Regions from separate parts of the Mus musculus genome. Here all the other regions are linked to region 1. A link is a contact called in public targeted proximity ligation data. All regions are on one chromosome and are shown on one strand. The core of a region is the stretch at or near the end of the contact, and the rest is flanking DNA. Distances in the headings are between cores, read along the strand shown.

Region 1 (4,749 bases), core at 1,229-3,728:
AGCATCAACAAAAGAAGTCATTTACCGAAGCGCCAGGCGCGCAGTAGCTGCCCGGAGGGGCGTCAGGAGGGGTAGACCTCAGCCTGCAGGGTTGAACAGGAGTCCCACCTCCAGCCCATTTGGCTGTCACTGTAACTGGGCGTCCTAGGAATTCCTCTGGAACTTCACAGGGTCGTTCGCTGCTGGTCTCCTCTCGGGTCTTGAAAAATCTCGCAGAAATTTCTTTGGCGGGAGAAAAGTTCCTATCACGAAGTGATAGTGAGGTGTATCCTCTTGTTTCTTAGGCCAGGCAAAGAAGTTGCACGCGCGCGCGCGCGCACACACACACACACACACACACACACACACACACCTTCTTATCCTCTTACACACTTGACCTTACCACCCATGGTCCTATCCTAGGAGGACAAACTGGCCAAACAGCAGGAGCCAGAAGGTTCCCTGCCGGCTAAAAAGGAGAAAAAGAAAACGAATCTTTCCTGCTTGCCTCACTCCAGGGTCTCTACCTAGAAACCAAGTAAGGACCCACACACCCGCGCCCATTTTACCACTTACCAAAATCCTGATTTCCTTGGACCCGTACGTAGCCTTTCTAGCCACTGAGCCAAGATTTAGGACTTATGCTTAGCAGAGAAGAAATTAAAATCTGAGGCACCTGCTGCCTTTAACTGCTCTCAAGTGAGGGAACTGGAAAGAACTCTGAAATTTTCCAACTACAGGAAAAATACTGAAAGTGAGATCCCGAGACGGGAATAGAGAATATGGTTGTTTCTAAATGCTTCTTTCCCTGCCAGCTTGGGGTCAAACGTAGCCAACCAGAATGAGATTTTAAGTTCTTTGAATACGCATTGCCATTTCCAGGATGAGTGCTTCATCCAAGTGGGGGTGGGGGGTGGTAGGGGACCTTTACCCCTGGCTCAGCCCCTGCTCCCTTACAGGTCACACCAAGGCTTCCAGAGTGATTTTAATGGTATTCCTCCCTTGGTGAGGAGAGTGCTGCACAGTTAGGTAACGGAGCCCCTCGACTCCCAACTCCTCATTCTTTCCCCTGCCTCTAATATCGCCACCCCAAAGAGACCTCACGCCGTCTGTCCGCCCCTTTCAGGAAGACGTGTTGGAGTTTCTCCACCCGCCAAGCTTCTTGCCTCCTAATTCCCTGCCTATTATCTTTCTGCCCCCTAAATCAAGGTTCTGGGGTGCAAAGAGCAATTCGTGCCTCGCTGAACCTGCCAAAAAATGGGCCGATCTGTAGGCCCCAGCTCTTCTTTCTATTGGTTTCCACTTACAACCCTCTGGGCGTCTCTGTTTCTCCAAGAGAAAAGGAGCTGGAGACAAAGGTGCTCCAAACTGGAGACCTAAATGGCTAGGCCACCGGGAAACTAAGGGAGAGTGGGTGAAAAGACTGAATGATAAAGGGAGAGAGCTATGCAAGACCTGACGGGTGAGAAAGCAGTGCCGTGCCCCCTTGCTGTGGAACAGCAGACCCCCACAACTAGACAGTGACCCCTTCTCAGTGGTCAGACGGCTGAAGCCTGGGCTGGCAAGCGGGAAGTGAAAGCGAAGGGTCGGGGTGACCAGTGGAAATGGAGAAGGGGCGGAGACGAGAAATTGTGCCTTCTTGCCCCTTCTTCAGCAAAAGAAGAGGCTGTGGAGGCGGCGGCGGCGGAGTCCCTCAGCCTCGGTCATGTGATAGTCTCGAAGCGCAAGCTGCAGGGGTCTCGGCGTCTCGGGGACCATTACAAAACGCAGCCAGGAGAGCGCGTCGCTGCCACAGCAGCGCGTCTTCTCAAAACCCGCGGGGCAGAGCGGCTGCAGCTGCAGCTCAGACGGCTGTTCGGACCGGGCGAGCCGGGTCCTAGCCTGTCTACGCAGACGCCCCCTGCAGCCTGCGGCTAGCTCCGGGAGTTCTGACACCGTCCCCTCCATAGAGCCTGACGGTGGGCGCCGCTGCTGTAGACAGCACCAAACTTTTTTCTTGGAACCACCACCTAGAGCTCGGTGCCTCTTCCATTTTCAGCTTGCCTGCAGATCTCCTGAAAAAAGAGGGTACGTACGTACAGTAGCGGATAGGAAAGTGCGCGCTCCCTCTCTCTCTTCTTACCCTGTCTACCCCTTTTTGTAAGATTTGAACTCCAGCGCGGACAGACCCAGTACCAGGTCAGCTTCCAGGGTCGAAAGATCGGTCACCAGTGGCCTCGGGACAGCTAGTGTGGACTCGAGCTTAAAAAGCCAGTCTTCATTATCCAGTTGGTTTGATCTGAGCTGCCTTTGTACCGATAAAGGGAAAAGAGACCAAAAAGAAACTCATTCCACAGCCTTTCGCTCCAGAGCTCAAGTCTAGTCATCCAAGAGGAGGACGAGACGGAGAAAAGCAAGGTAAAGCTGGCGAGTCTCTCTGGCTACTGTGAGGGCCTGCCCACGACAGTCAAGACCAGAAGTTGTGAGCGCCATAAAACTGTATTGGCTCAAAAAGCCAATTGCGGGGACCCGGGGCAGCTCCCCGAAGGAGGAGGACCAAGGCAAAAGGGGTCTGGGGACCAAGAAAGCTGGGGATCAGGCTGCGCAGGTGGAGAGAGAATTAGTGGGGACACTTAAGCCTGGTATCCGGCTTTCCGAGAGGCGTTAAGGCCCACTGTGGGCCGGACGGAAGTGGAAGAGCCTGGGAAGATGCCACGGCCAGGGAAGAGTTCCTACAGCGACCAAAAGCCGCCCTACTCTTACATCTCACTGACCGCCATGGCCATCCAGCATTCGGCTGAGAAGATGCTGCCTCTGAGCGACATCTACAAGTTCATCATGGAGCGCTTCCCCTACTACCGCGAGCACACGCAGCGCTGGCAGAACAGCCTGCGCCACAACCTCTCCTTCAACGACTGTTTCATCAAGATCCCTCGGAGGCCGGACCAACCCGGTAAGGGCAGCTTCTGGGCGCTACACCCTGACTGCGGTGACATGTTCGAGAACGGCAGCTTCCTGCGGCGCCGCAAGCGCTTCAAGGTGCTACGCGCAGACCACGCTCACCTACACTCAGGAAGCAGCAAGGGCGCGCCCGGCACGGGGCCAGGAGGTCACCTGCATCCCCACCATCCCCACCACGCACACCACCACCACCACCATCACCACCACGCCGCACACCATCACCACCATCACCACCCGCCGCAGCCGCCCCCGCCGCCGCCGCCGCACATGGTGCCCTATTTCCACCAGCAGCCGGCTCCGGCTCCGCAGCCTCCACACCTCCCGTCGCAGCCCGCGCAGCAGCCACAGCCGCAGTCGCAGCCTCCGCAGACGTCCCATCCCGGCAAGATGCAGGAGGCGGCGGCCGTGGCGGCGGCCGCAGCAGCGGCGGCGGCCGCAGCGGTGGGCAGCGTGGGGCGTCTGTCTCAGTTCCCACCCTACGGGCTGGGCTCGGCCGCCGCCGCCGCCGCTGCAGCCGCCGCGTCCACCACAGGCTTCAAACATCCGTTCGCCATAGAGAACATCATCGGGCGGGACTACAAGGGCGTGCTGCAGGCTGGAGGGTTGCCTTTGGCGTCGGTCATGCACCACTTGGGCTACCCCGTGCCGGGCCAGCTCAGCAATGTTGTCGGCTCCGTGTGGCCTCATGTTGGCGTGATGGATTCGGTAGCCGCGGCTGCCGCTGCTGCCGCCGCAGCTGGGGTCCCGGTAGGCCCGGAGTATGGGGCATTCGGGGTGCCAGTCAAGGCTCTGTGCCACTCGGCAAACCAGAGCCTGCCAGCTGTACCGGTGCCCATCAAGCCCACGCCTGCGCTACCACCCGTGACCACGCTGCCGCCGGCGTTGTCTGTCCCCACGGCGTCGCAGCAGCTGCCTGCTCCCTCCACCGTGTGCGCGGCCGCCGCCTCACCCACAGCCCCTCTCTTGGAGCCCACCGCAGCCGGCAGGGCTGACAGCAAGGGGAGCTCCCTACACTCGGTGTTGGTGCATTCTTAGGGGACCCCGCGACCGGTGAGAAGGCGCCTGTCGAGAGACTGAGACAATGGTCCCAGACCGAGAGGGTGCTCCAGGAAGGTCAGCAAACTTGGCATTGAGCTAAATGCTGCACTGGTCTGAATAAATGTAACTTCCTGGTGTCTGTGTTTATACTATCTTGTAAATCAGATTAATTAATGAAAGCCCATTTTCAGGTAAGAGTTTCTATTGTAATAAAAGTCGGTAAGTTATGGGAGAGAGGAGCAAACGTGGTCAGTGAAAACTAATTTTAGGCAAAGAGGAAGTAGGGTTCACCTCTTTTCTGGAGCAGGACCTGGACGACCTAATCCGGGAGAAGCCCAACAGAGTGACAGAAATGGACTTCAGAGCCCAGGCTTCAGTCCCCCGGAGTCCGCAGCCGCCTGCCTTTTGAGGAAAACTTGCCTTCGATGGTAAGGGAAGGAGCATGTTTTGTCTCATTATTTCCGTGGTCAGGAAAATGGACAAGAAAACGACACCGGGAATAAACTCGCTGTTACGGCGGGGGCGGGGGGTACAGAGGGGGTTAGTGGGTTCTTTGAGAAACGGTTACATTTCGTGGCTGTGACCCGGGGTCGAGGAGGATAGTAGGGACAGCTAAAGTAATTAGTTCGCACAAAAGAGAAAGGCGGAGGCTTAAAGAGCAAAGCTCCAGATTCCAAAAGTAAAGTTTGGGGAGCCCCCAGAGAGAGACAATAAAGGCGACTTTCCACCTGCGACTCCTCTGTGTATCAATCGGATGAGAAACCGTTACGAAGCCTGAGAACAGAGTTCATT
Region 2 (4,749 bases), core at 1,389-3,888, 170 kb before region 1:
CTGACAGGAGTACATCTGGAAGCATTTGAACACCTGTGTGTCGGTGCCTTTGTATACCCATGAGCGTGGAGACCAGAGGTCGATCTGATCATCGTTTTCTATCATTCTCCCACCTTATACTTTGAGACAAGACCTCTCACTGAACTGGGAGCTCAGTGATTGAGCTAGGCTGGCTTGAGCTTCAGAGATCCACCAGTTTCCTCTTCTCCACACAGGACTGGAGCTACAGATATGGGCCATCATATCTATCTGTTTTGTGTGGGATGCTGGGAGGGGAGGAGGGGTCTGAACTCAGGTTCTCATGCTTCAATGACAGGCAGTTGATCAACTGAGCATTTCCCAGCCCCGGTGTAGATGAGCTATTGTAGTTCAAAGAAAAATGAATGCACATACTCATACAGCAAATAACAGAAATAGGAACTGGGTGAAGGCCCTTGGACCATCTCACCCTGGAAGCATCTGGAGGGAAGTGTAATGAGGAGCTCTTCACTGTGGCAAGAAAGATTATTTTCCAACGACTCTGTAGCTGTATGACCAACTGTGAGCTGCCTACCCATCCTTCCTATGTCTGGGACCTTTGCTCTATAAAACACAGATGCAAAAACTAAGGGTTGGCTGGGAACACAGCACCTAGTATGTACGAGGCCCCACATTTGGTTTCTATATTCCATAGAGTAGCCACAAGAACCAGGTTCTTAAGCTCACATTAAGCTTTGGGTCTTTGGAAAGCAAGGTTTTGCTACGTTAGCATGGCCGACCTGGAACTTGCTGTGGGGCTCAGGTTGTCCCTGAGCTTCTCATCAGAATCATCCTCTTTAGTTATAAGATTATGGATGTGAGTCACCACCGTTGGCTAAAAACTGTTTGTGTTTGTATTGGTTTTGCTTGCTATCTTTTTATGTGGATGGGTATTTTGCATGCAAGTATGTCTGCGTACCACGCATTCACAGTGCTTGTAGAGGCCAGAAGAGGGTATATTGGAGTTGCAGATAGTTGTGAGTTGCCACACGGATGGTGGGAATCAAACCCAGGTCTTCCGGAAGAGTAACCAGTGCACTTAACTGCTGAGCCATTGCTCCAGTCCCCCTTCTGTTTTTTACATGCTGGGAAGTGAATCACCAGCTACGGATGTGCTAGACAAGCCCCTTACCACTGAGCTATATCCTCAGCCCAAGATAAAGTTCAAAGCAATGTGTCCAGAATACACTCAGTATCTATATGAGTTAACCACTATTAATATTGTTTCTCAAATGCTCAGTCTTGTGATTTATACCTGTTAGAAGAAGACAACACCTGCCAGTGCTCTCTACCTACCATGAAGACGGTGGGAGAAGGTTCTGGTGTCCTGGTGCTTCAACGTAAGTTCAGAGTGGAAAGGATACTCTTTGACATAAGTATGAGTCAGGGCTTAACTGCACTGCAGTAAACTGTGTGTCCACACACTCAGAAGAGCATTGGTTAACCTCCAGAATGAATCTGCATAGTTACTCTGCCTAGAGTCACACATCAGCACACACATGTCTGAAGAGTGTGCCTGTTATTTTCTGAATAAAGCCATACCAATGACAGTCTGCCAAAAACATTGTGAAGCTCCTAAATCCCAGGAAAACATTCAGAGGGATCAGGCAGCCATGTACCACTGCCTTGAAGGGGGTTCTGCCTTCCTTCTGCTTCTTCAAGGATCATTCTATCAATGACACCATGGCAGACACTAGGACTCTGGAGAGAGCCAAAAGAAAAGCTGCAGCCCACAGTAAGGTCAGACCCAGCATGTCTTAATGTGTGCTTCAACCTAATTTTGAATTGCCCAGACAATCTGTGAGAAGGTTCTGGAAGTCATGTGATTGCATTTTCTTGGCCTCCTAGTTTCTTCTAAAATGTTTGAGGAAGTGGGAAGAAAAAGAGAGGCAGAAAAGACAAATGAAGGGCAGACACACATACACAGGTATATATGTATGTACATATTCACTGTAAAAATATTGATTTTTATTAATAGACTCTAAATGTGCTACTCATAGTGAATCATATATTTAATTTCTTATATGTAATAGTTAGTATATGACTTCAATTTAAGGCCTTGGTAGCCATAAAAGAAACTACTTCATGTTGTATTATTTGCATTGGCTTTCTAGTTTTCAGAACATTTCAGGGATAAAACTGAAGCCGACAGATATTGAGACTCAGAGGTAAGACCTTACAAGTGGATGGGAGCTATGTAGCCATCAACAAAGTTCTAAACAAATTAAAAATGCATACTAGCTTTCCAGTAGCCATCTAAGCTGCAACTCCTAACAACTCTAAAGGAAGATCCGAATAACAAAAGATAGACAGCAGCCCAGCACGAGGAGTGTCTGGCTAGCAAATGCATAACAACAAAATCTCCGTGACAAACCACTTATACCCCCTGCCCCTCCCTGCCCTGCCCTGCCCTGTACAGGAGAAGCAAGAAACCAGAAGCATAATTGATAAGAGGGAAGAAAAAGACAAAGCTGGGGAAATCTGAAAATAATCAGGAGATACAGAGAATGTAATCCCAGCACTTGGGAAGTAAAGACAGAAGGAACAGTCTCAGTATACAATCTCCGGTACAGTCACAGTACACAGTCTCAGTACAGTCTCAGTGTACAGTCTCAGTACACAGTCTCAGTGTACAGTCTCAGTACAGTCTCAGTACACAGTCTCAGTGTACAGTCTCGGTGTACAGCCTCAGTACACAGTCTCAGTGTACAGCCTCAGTGCACAGTCTCAGTACACAGTCTCAGTACACAGTCTCAGTGTACAGTCTCAGTGTACAGTCTCAGTGTACAGTCTCAGTACAGTCTCAGTGTACAGTCTCAGTACAGTCTCAATACAGTCTCAGTACAGTCTCAGTGTACAGTCTCAGTGTATAGCCTCAGTACACAGTCTCAGTGTACAGTCTCAGTGCACAGTCTCAGTGTACAGTCTCAGTACACAGTCTCAGTACACAGTCTCAGTGTACAGTCTCAGTGTACAGTCTCAGTGCACAGTCTCAGTGCACAGTCTCAGTACACAGTCTCAGTACACAGTCTCAGTACACAGTCTCAGTGTACAGTCTCAGTGCACAGTCTCAGTGTACAGTCTCAGTGTACAGTCTCAGTACAGTCTCGATGTACAGTCTCGGTGTACAGTCTCGGTGTACAGTCTTGGTGTACAGTCTCGGTGTACAGTCTCAGTACACAGTCTCAGTACACAGTCACAGTACACAGTCTCAGTACAGTCTCAGTACACAGTCTCAGTGTACAGTCTCAGTACAGTCTCAGTGCACAGACTCAGTGTACAGTCTCGGTGTACAGCCTCAGTACACAGTCTCAGTGTACAGCCTCAGTGCACAGTCTCAGTACACAGTCTCAGTACACAGTCTCAGTGTACAGTCTCAGTGTACAGTCTCAGTACAGTCTCAGTGTACAGTCTCAGTACAGTCTCAATACAGTCTCAGTACAGTCTCAGTACAGTCTCAGTGTACAGTCTCAGTGTACAGTCTCAGTGTATAGCCTCAGTACACAGTCTCAGTGTACAGTCTCAGTGCACAGTCTCAGTACACAGTCTCAGTACACAGTCTCAGTGTACAGTCTCAGTGTACAGTCTCAGTACAGTCTCAGTGCACAGTCTCAGTACACAGTCTCAGTACACAGTCTCAGTGTACAGTCTCAGTGCACAGTCTCAGTATACAGTCTCAGTGTACAGTCTCAGTACAGTCTCGATGTACAGTCTCGGTGTACAGTCTCGGTGTACAGTCTCGGTGTACAGTCTCAGTGTACAGTCTCAGTGTACAGTCTCAGTGTACAGTCTCAGTACACAGTCTCAGTGTACAGTCTCAGTACACAGTCTCAGTACAGTCTCAGTGCACAGACTCAGTGCACAGTCTCAGTGCACAGTCTCAGTACACAGTCTCAGTGTACAGTCTCAGTGCACAGTCTCAGTGCACAGTCTCAGTGCACAGTCTCAGTGTACAGTCTCAGTGTACAGTCTCAGTACAGTCTCAGTGTACAGTCTCGGTGTACAGTCTCAGTGTACAGTCTCAGTACACAGTCTCAGTACACAGTCTCAGTACACAGTCTCAGTGTACAGTCTCAGTACACAGTCTGGTGTACAGTCTCAGTGCACAGTCTCAGTACAGTCTCAGTACACAGTCTCAGTGCACAGTCTCAGTGCACAGTCTCAGTACAGTCTCAGTACACAGTCTCAGTACACAGTCTCAGTGTACAGTCTCAGTGTACAGTCTCAGTACACAGTCTCAGTACACAGTCTCAGTGTACAGTCTCAGTGTACAGTCTCAGTGTACAGTCTCAGTACAGTCTCAGTACATAGTCTCAGTGCACAGTCTCAGTACACAGTCTCAGTACACAGTCTCAGTAGTGTCTCAGTACAGTCTCAGTGTACAGTCTCAGTACAGCCTCAGTACGCAGTCTCAGTACAGCCTCAATCTCAGTACACAGTCTCAGTACAGACTCAGTACACACTCAGTATAGTCTCAGTGTACAGTCTCAGTGTACAGTCTCAGTATACAGTCTCAGTACACAGTCCTCAGTCCACAGTCTCAGTACATAGTACACCTTCTTACTCTACATAGTAAGAATGAGACTAAGAGTTTTCTGAGACCCCGTCTCAAAAAAATCCCAAAGTGGAGGAAAGACACATGCAGGAAATTGGAACCTGCACAGATGGTAAGATGGACTCAGCCTGGTCCTTCACTCAGCCACCATTCACAGGAAGCATACTGTGTCCCAG
Region 3 (4,749 bases), core at 1,428-3,927, 160 kb before region 1:
TAGCAGGGGTGTACTCCAGATCAGTAGGAACACATCGGCCTTTTCCCTGATGGAGAAAGCGGGGAATCAGTCCAGTGTTTTACTAACCCTGGGTTCCAGGGTCTTGCTAGTCAGACAATGGTGTGCAACTAATGCTGTAGCCGACTTCTGACTTCCTAATCATGTGCCTGCCACACTTCCCCTGGATATCTATCATCCCCTTGTTTTCCTTCTTCTTGGAGGTTAAGAATCAACACTGCAGTCTGTTCAGATTTAAATCCAAAGTATATCCAAGCATGAGGACAAAGTCATTTCTCCCAGGCTCCTAACTCCATATCACATACCATGCTCTCTTTGTCTAGCTGTCACACATGCTCTCCTTCATCTAAATCAGCAGCAGCAGTTCTCAGCCTGTGGGTCCTGTGGGTCAAACAACCCTTTCACAGAGGTTGCCTGAGACATATCAAGATGTTTACAGTACAATTCATAACAGTAGCAAATTGTAGTTATGAAGCAGCAATGAAAATAATTTTACAGTTGGGGGTTACCACACCATGAGAAACTATATCAAAGGGTCAGGAAAGTTGAGAACCACTGATCTCTATAGAGTATGGGAAGACCTTTAGTTTTCACTGTCCCCTGCAGAAAAAGTCTCATTTACATACCAACTTCTATATGCCTTTCGTAGTTTTTGTTTCAAATTAATCTGGGCACATTTTCCCACTGTGTGTTCCTCTCCCAAATCAGACTGTGTTTCTCTGGTATTTGTATTTAATGATTGGCACCACTGGGAATGAACAATCACTTATAGACTATAGGCACAATAGGAGAGAGACCAGGGCATAACAGGATCAATACTTCGGGCACAGCTACTCAACTCATGTTTCATGAACAAATGTGTTGATAAGTGAGTAAAGGTATGAATGAAGTATGCTTGTGCATTCCAGCCCTACTCTTCAACCCGACTGCCCCAGGGATGCAGCGGTGACTTACTGGGCTGTAGGCTGAGATGAACCACAGGTGGATACACTGCGGGTTAAGTAAGAGTTCTTTGAGCTCCACAGACAGGTAGACACAAAATAACTGTTTCACTTCAAGTTTTAGCATCAAAAGAAAACAATTTAAAGTCCAGAGAAATGAAGTGTGCCCAGCATGAGAACTTGTGAGTAAGCTGTACACAGATGTCATGGTGGTGCCACAAAAAGGAACTTGAGGCTAAAAGCTTGCAGGGCAAAAGACAGCCACAGTGCTTAACATCAAGAGTCTTTCAGAGCTCCTTTATAAAAGGGGCACCATGGACTTATTTATTTCAAAGTCTGGTCTGGGAGTCCAGTGAGAAAATCAATTGAAAGGCACCCCTAATCCAATAAATTTGTGGTTACATTCATGGCATGTCGGATTTATTTTATTATATTTGTCTTCTAGATGTGGGATGTATATGTATGAACGGAACACAAGTAAATATAAAGCAAAGTGTGATAAAAGGTTTTAAAGCACAGGGTGAGACAGGGTACACACCTGAGAATGGGTGTTAGCTTCTCAAGAGAATAGAAGAAAACTGAGACCTTTTCCAGCCTACAACCTGTCTTCCCTTTTGGTACCACTAGGCGGCACCACTGGCCTGTGTTTGTTCTTAATGTGGCTGGGACAGCACTTTTCCTTTTTTTGTTAGCAGTCTTTGAATTAAGGATCAGCACAGCACCCGAAAGCCTTTGTTTGACCCTTCTTGTTTCTCTCTGTCGCTATTCAAATATGTGTGTGTGTGTGTGTGTGTGTGTGTGTGTGTGTGTGTGTGTATTTATTATGTACCAAAATATATTCTTGTTACTTAGGGAACCAGCTCTATATTTGCACAGAGAGGGGCCTCTAGCTTAAAGACATTCCCCTGTTGTTGTTTTCTGTTTGTTTTTGTTTTTGTTTCTCTATGTATCCCTTGGTTGTCCTGGAATTTACTCTATAGACCAGGCTAACCTTGAATTCAGAGACCCACCCGTTTCGGCCTCCCAAGTACTGGGATTAGAGGTCTTTTAAAGAGATTTCTCTGTCTCAAGAAGAGGAACACATTTCCTTTAGTTTCGCAACCTGTTTTTCCATGACAATTTGATACGGTGCGGTAATTAACCATTAAAACATGGCATGTGCTTCCGCAGGAACATTATAGTCAAACTAATTTAAACCAAGGTCAGGTCTCCAAATCAGCAAAAGAATTCTGAAGGCAGGTGACAGACAGGGAAAAATAAACCAAAGGAAAGGTAAGCAACAGATGCTATTAAAAGTAACTCAGGGCAGCTCAAACTGGTCTGAGTACATTCCTAAAAAGGCAATTAGCCAATCCTTTCAGAAATTAAGCCATCAAAATGACATTACAGTACATTTTTTTTTAAATGTATTTACAGAGCAAAAGAGCAGCCATCCACGCTCAGAATCGTGGCCTGAGGGATTCCTTTCTCTGAGGAAACGTGTAGAAGAAAATTAGATCCTAAACTAAGGAGAAACTTCAAGTTGTCACAATGGATTTAGGGTGGTGCTATTTCTTCATTTCCTCAGTGCTAAGTGGAGAGTGAGTTAAGTCACGTGGTTGTTACTGGTCTCTTTGTCTTCGTGGGATGGTTAGGATGACAAAAGTCTCCTATGACTGTCCCAAATACCCACCGCTGTTTAAGGACTGACAGTGGCTAACTGGGGCCCTGGCCGGGAAAATCATTCCTTATAAAGGCTGGCAGTGAGACTGCACTTCATCCAGGAACAAAGGGACAGTGTCCTTCCTCCTAGAAAGGGATTCTAGAGAGAGGAATTGCCTGCTGACTGCTTTCGAGGGTCTAGAAACATAAAATTCTGTTTATAAATGATAAAGTGAGGGGCTGGGAAGATGGCTCAGTGGGGAAAACACTTGGTGTACAAGTGAAGGGCGAACTTTCAGAACCTCAGTAGACAGGCAATCGCGTGGGAGGTGTGGCCACTTAACCTGCCCCAGAGCCTGAGGCTCAGGAGAGCCTCAGAGCCAAGTGGGTATCTTTGATAGTTAAATTATCAAACTCTGGGGCCAAGTAAGAGACGCTGCCAAGTTAGAGACTGAAAGGAATTAATGAAGAGACTGTGTCTATCTGACTTTCATACCTATGCGCATGCACACACATGAACCAATACACACGGGATGGGGAGAGAGGGACAGAGAGACCAAAAACATACATAGGAAGTAAAAATTTCTAAAAATGCAAAGATACAGGTTTATGCATGCATTGGCATTGCCCTCAGATAATGTGCTCACTCCCTAAATGTGATGCTGGACTAAGAAGGGAGGCCCCAAGTGGAAGAAGAGAATGACCCACCCACTTTAAGGGGGCAGCCTGCGCATTTTGATGTTGAATCCAAAGAATGTGGCTTTTTAAAAGGACAAATCTGCAGTGGCTAGAAGGAAGGAGAGCAGTGTCCAGGCAGAAGTGGCCCAGAGGGCTGACAAGGTTTCTAAGAAGGAGCTGGCAGAGGCACAGGAAGTGGGAAGCTGTGTAGAACCTACTTAAAAGATGAGAAATGGGAGCAAAGTAACAGAAAACAGCTACAGCTCAAAGGGGCCGTGAGCCCTCGCTGGCACAGGCCATCTTGGTGAAAGCTTACAAGAGAGGTTTACAGTCCCAGACACAAGGGAGCGTTCTGCATCTCCATCTGCAGAGAGGCAAGCAAAAAAGTGTAGAAAATGGGGGCGACTTAAGCCTGAATCCTCAGCAGCCTTAGAGGTGGCCACAGTTGTGGTGTTTGGGCTCAGTGAGGAAAGATTACAGGCCAATTATTAATGCTATCTGGTACTTTCAATATGATTAGACTCTTAGTCCAAACTAAAATCTGAAAATACAATGCCTTTGGCCAAATGCATGAAACTTGTTAAGTAAATTATGATCAAGTATCAACTTTCTATCCTTTCCTTTTTTTTCCTTTTTTTTTTGTTGTTGTTGTTGTTGTTGTTTTGTTTTGTTCTTTTCGAGACAGGGTTTCTCTGTGTAGCCCTGGCTGTCCTGGAACTCACTTTGTAGACCAGGCTGGCCTTGAACTCAGAAATCTGCCTGCCTCTGCCTCCCGAGTGCTGGGATTAAAGGCATGCGCCACCACACCCGGCCTATCTTTTCTTTGATTATTTAAAAAAAAAAATCTATTCGCTTATTTACCTTTAAAAAAGTGATCAGCACTTCAGCTCCGGTATCTCACTTTTCTACATACCCTTGATAAGCATCCACTTAAAGGCCTAACGGCCTTGTTCTTGTATCCAACAACAAACAGATTATTGGTTAACACTCTCTGTGGACAGAACATTTTTAAAAAGAAAGTTTTCACTTCATGACACAGCACTGGGTACCAGAAACAAATTTGCCTGCTCTAGTAGATTGTATGCCAAGCTGGTCACCTCCATTTCCTGCCCACTGAGTCATGTGCCCCCTCCCCCTCACATCAGGGGTCAGAGTCAGAGCCCCAGTGGAGTGCTGGCACCACATTGTAAAGGGTGGCAAGGGATGGTTGTCAAATTCCAGAAAATATGCAGACCCATTATTTGCAAATTAGAAACAGCCATTATGAAAATTATCTAATTTAACCTAATCGCCTTCTAAAGCTTTCACTTCTCAACACCACTGTGTTAAGAATTAAGTTTCGATATCAATCTTGGAGAGATGCAAATATTAAAATCATAGCAAGCAGAATTGTGGCTAGAAAATGTAGAAGGGGGTCTACACTTAGGGAAATTCATTGACGGGGAGAACTGGATAAAATATGTTTTAGGAA

The links.
Region 2: a contact with region 1 is called in a targeted proximity ligation map of embryonic stem cells, with 2.4 times the contacts expected there. A contact is called at or near these places in 6 of 39 promoter capture datasets (3T3-L1-derived adipocytes, HPC-7-derived erythroid cells, embryonic stem cells and 2 more), 13 of 484 Hi-C or Micro-C datasets (B cells, LSK cells, cerebral cortex and 2 more), 11 of 130 datasets of targeted methods (embryonic forebrain, embryonic hindbrain, embryonic stem cells and 3 more) and 1 of 9 other capture datasets (adipose tissue).
Region 3: a targeted proximity ligation map of stem cell-derived neural progenitor cells shows a contact between it and region 1, with 29 read pairs. A contact is called at or near these places in 15 of 39 promoter capture datasets (the 3T3-L1 cell line, 3T3-L1-derived adipocytes, the C10 cell line and 9 more), 22 of 484 Hi-C or Micro-C datasets (the AML12 cell line, B cells, LSK cells and 5 more), 12 of 130 datasets of targeted methods (CD8 T cells, embryonic forebrain, embryonic hindbrain and 5 more) and 2 of 9 other capture datasets (adipose tissue and pancreatic islet).

The regions. Positions count from the first base shown.
Region 1 is chr19:16,871,559-16,876,307 of GRCm38.p6, reverse strand. Foxb2 (forkhead box B2) reads left to right here and starts at 2,478. Exons shown (of 1, transcript NM_008023.2): 1 at 2,478-3,992. The coding sequence starts at 2,668. The coding sequence ends at 3,954.
Region 2 is chr19:17,044,745-17,049,493 of GRCm38.p6, reverse strand. The region is part of intron 6 of Prune2 (prune homolog 2); the gene reads right to left. Among named protein-coding and RNA genes, the nearest start is that of Prune2, 91 kb to the right of the region's middle.
Region 3 is chr19:17,027,354-17,032,102 of GRCm38.p6, reverse strand. The region is part of intron 6 of Prune2 (prune homolog 2); the gene reads right to left. Among named protein-coding and RNA genes, the nearest start is that of Prune2, 74 kb to the right of the region's middle.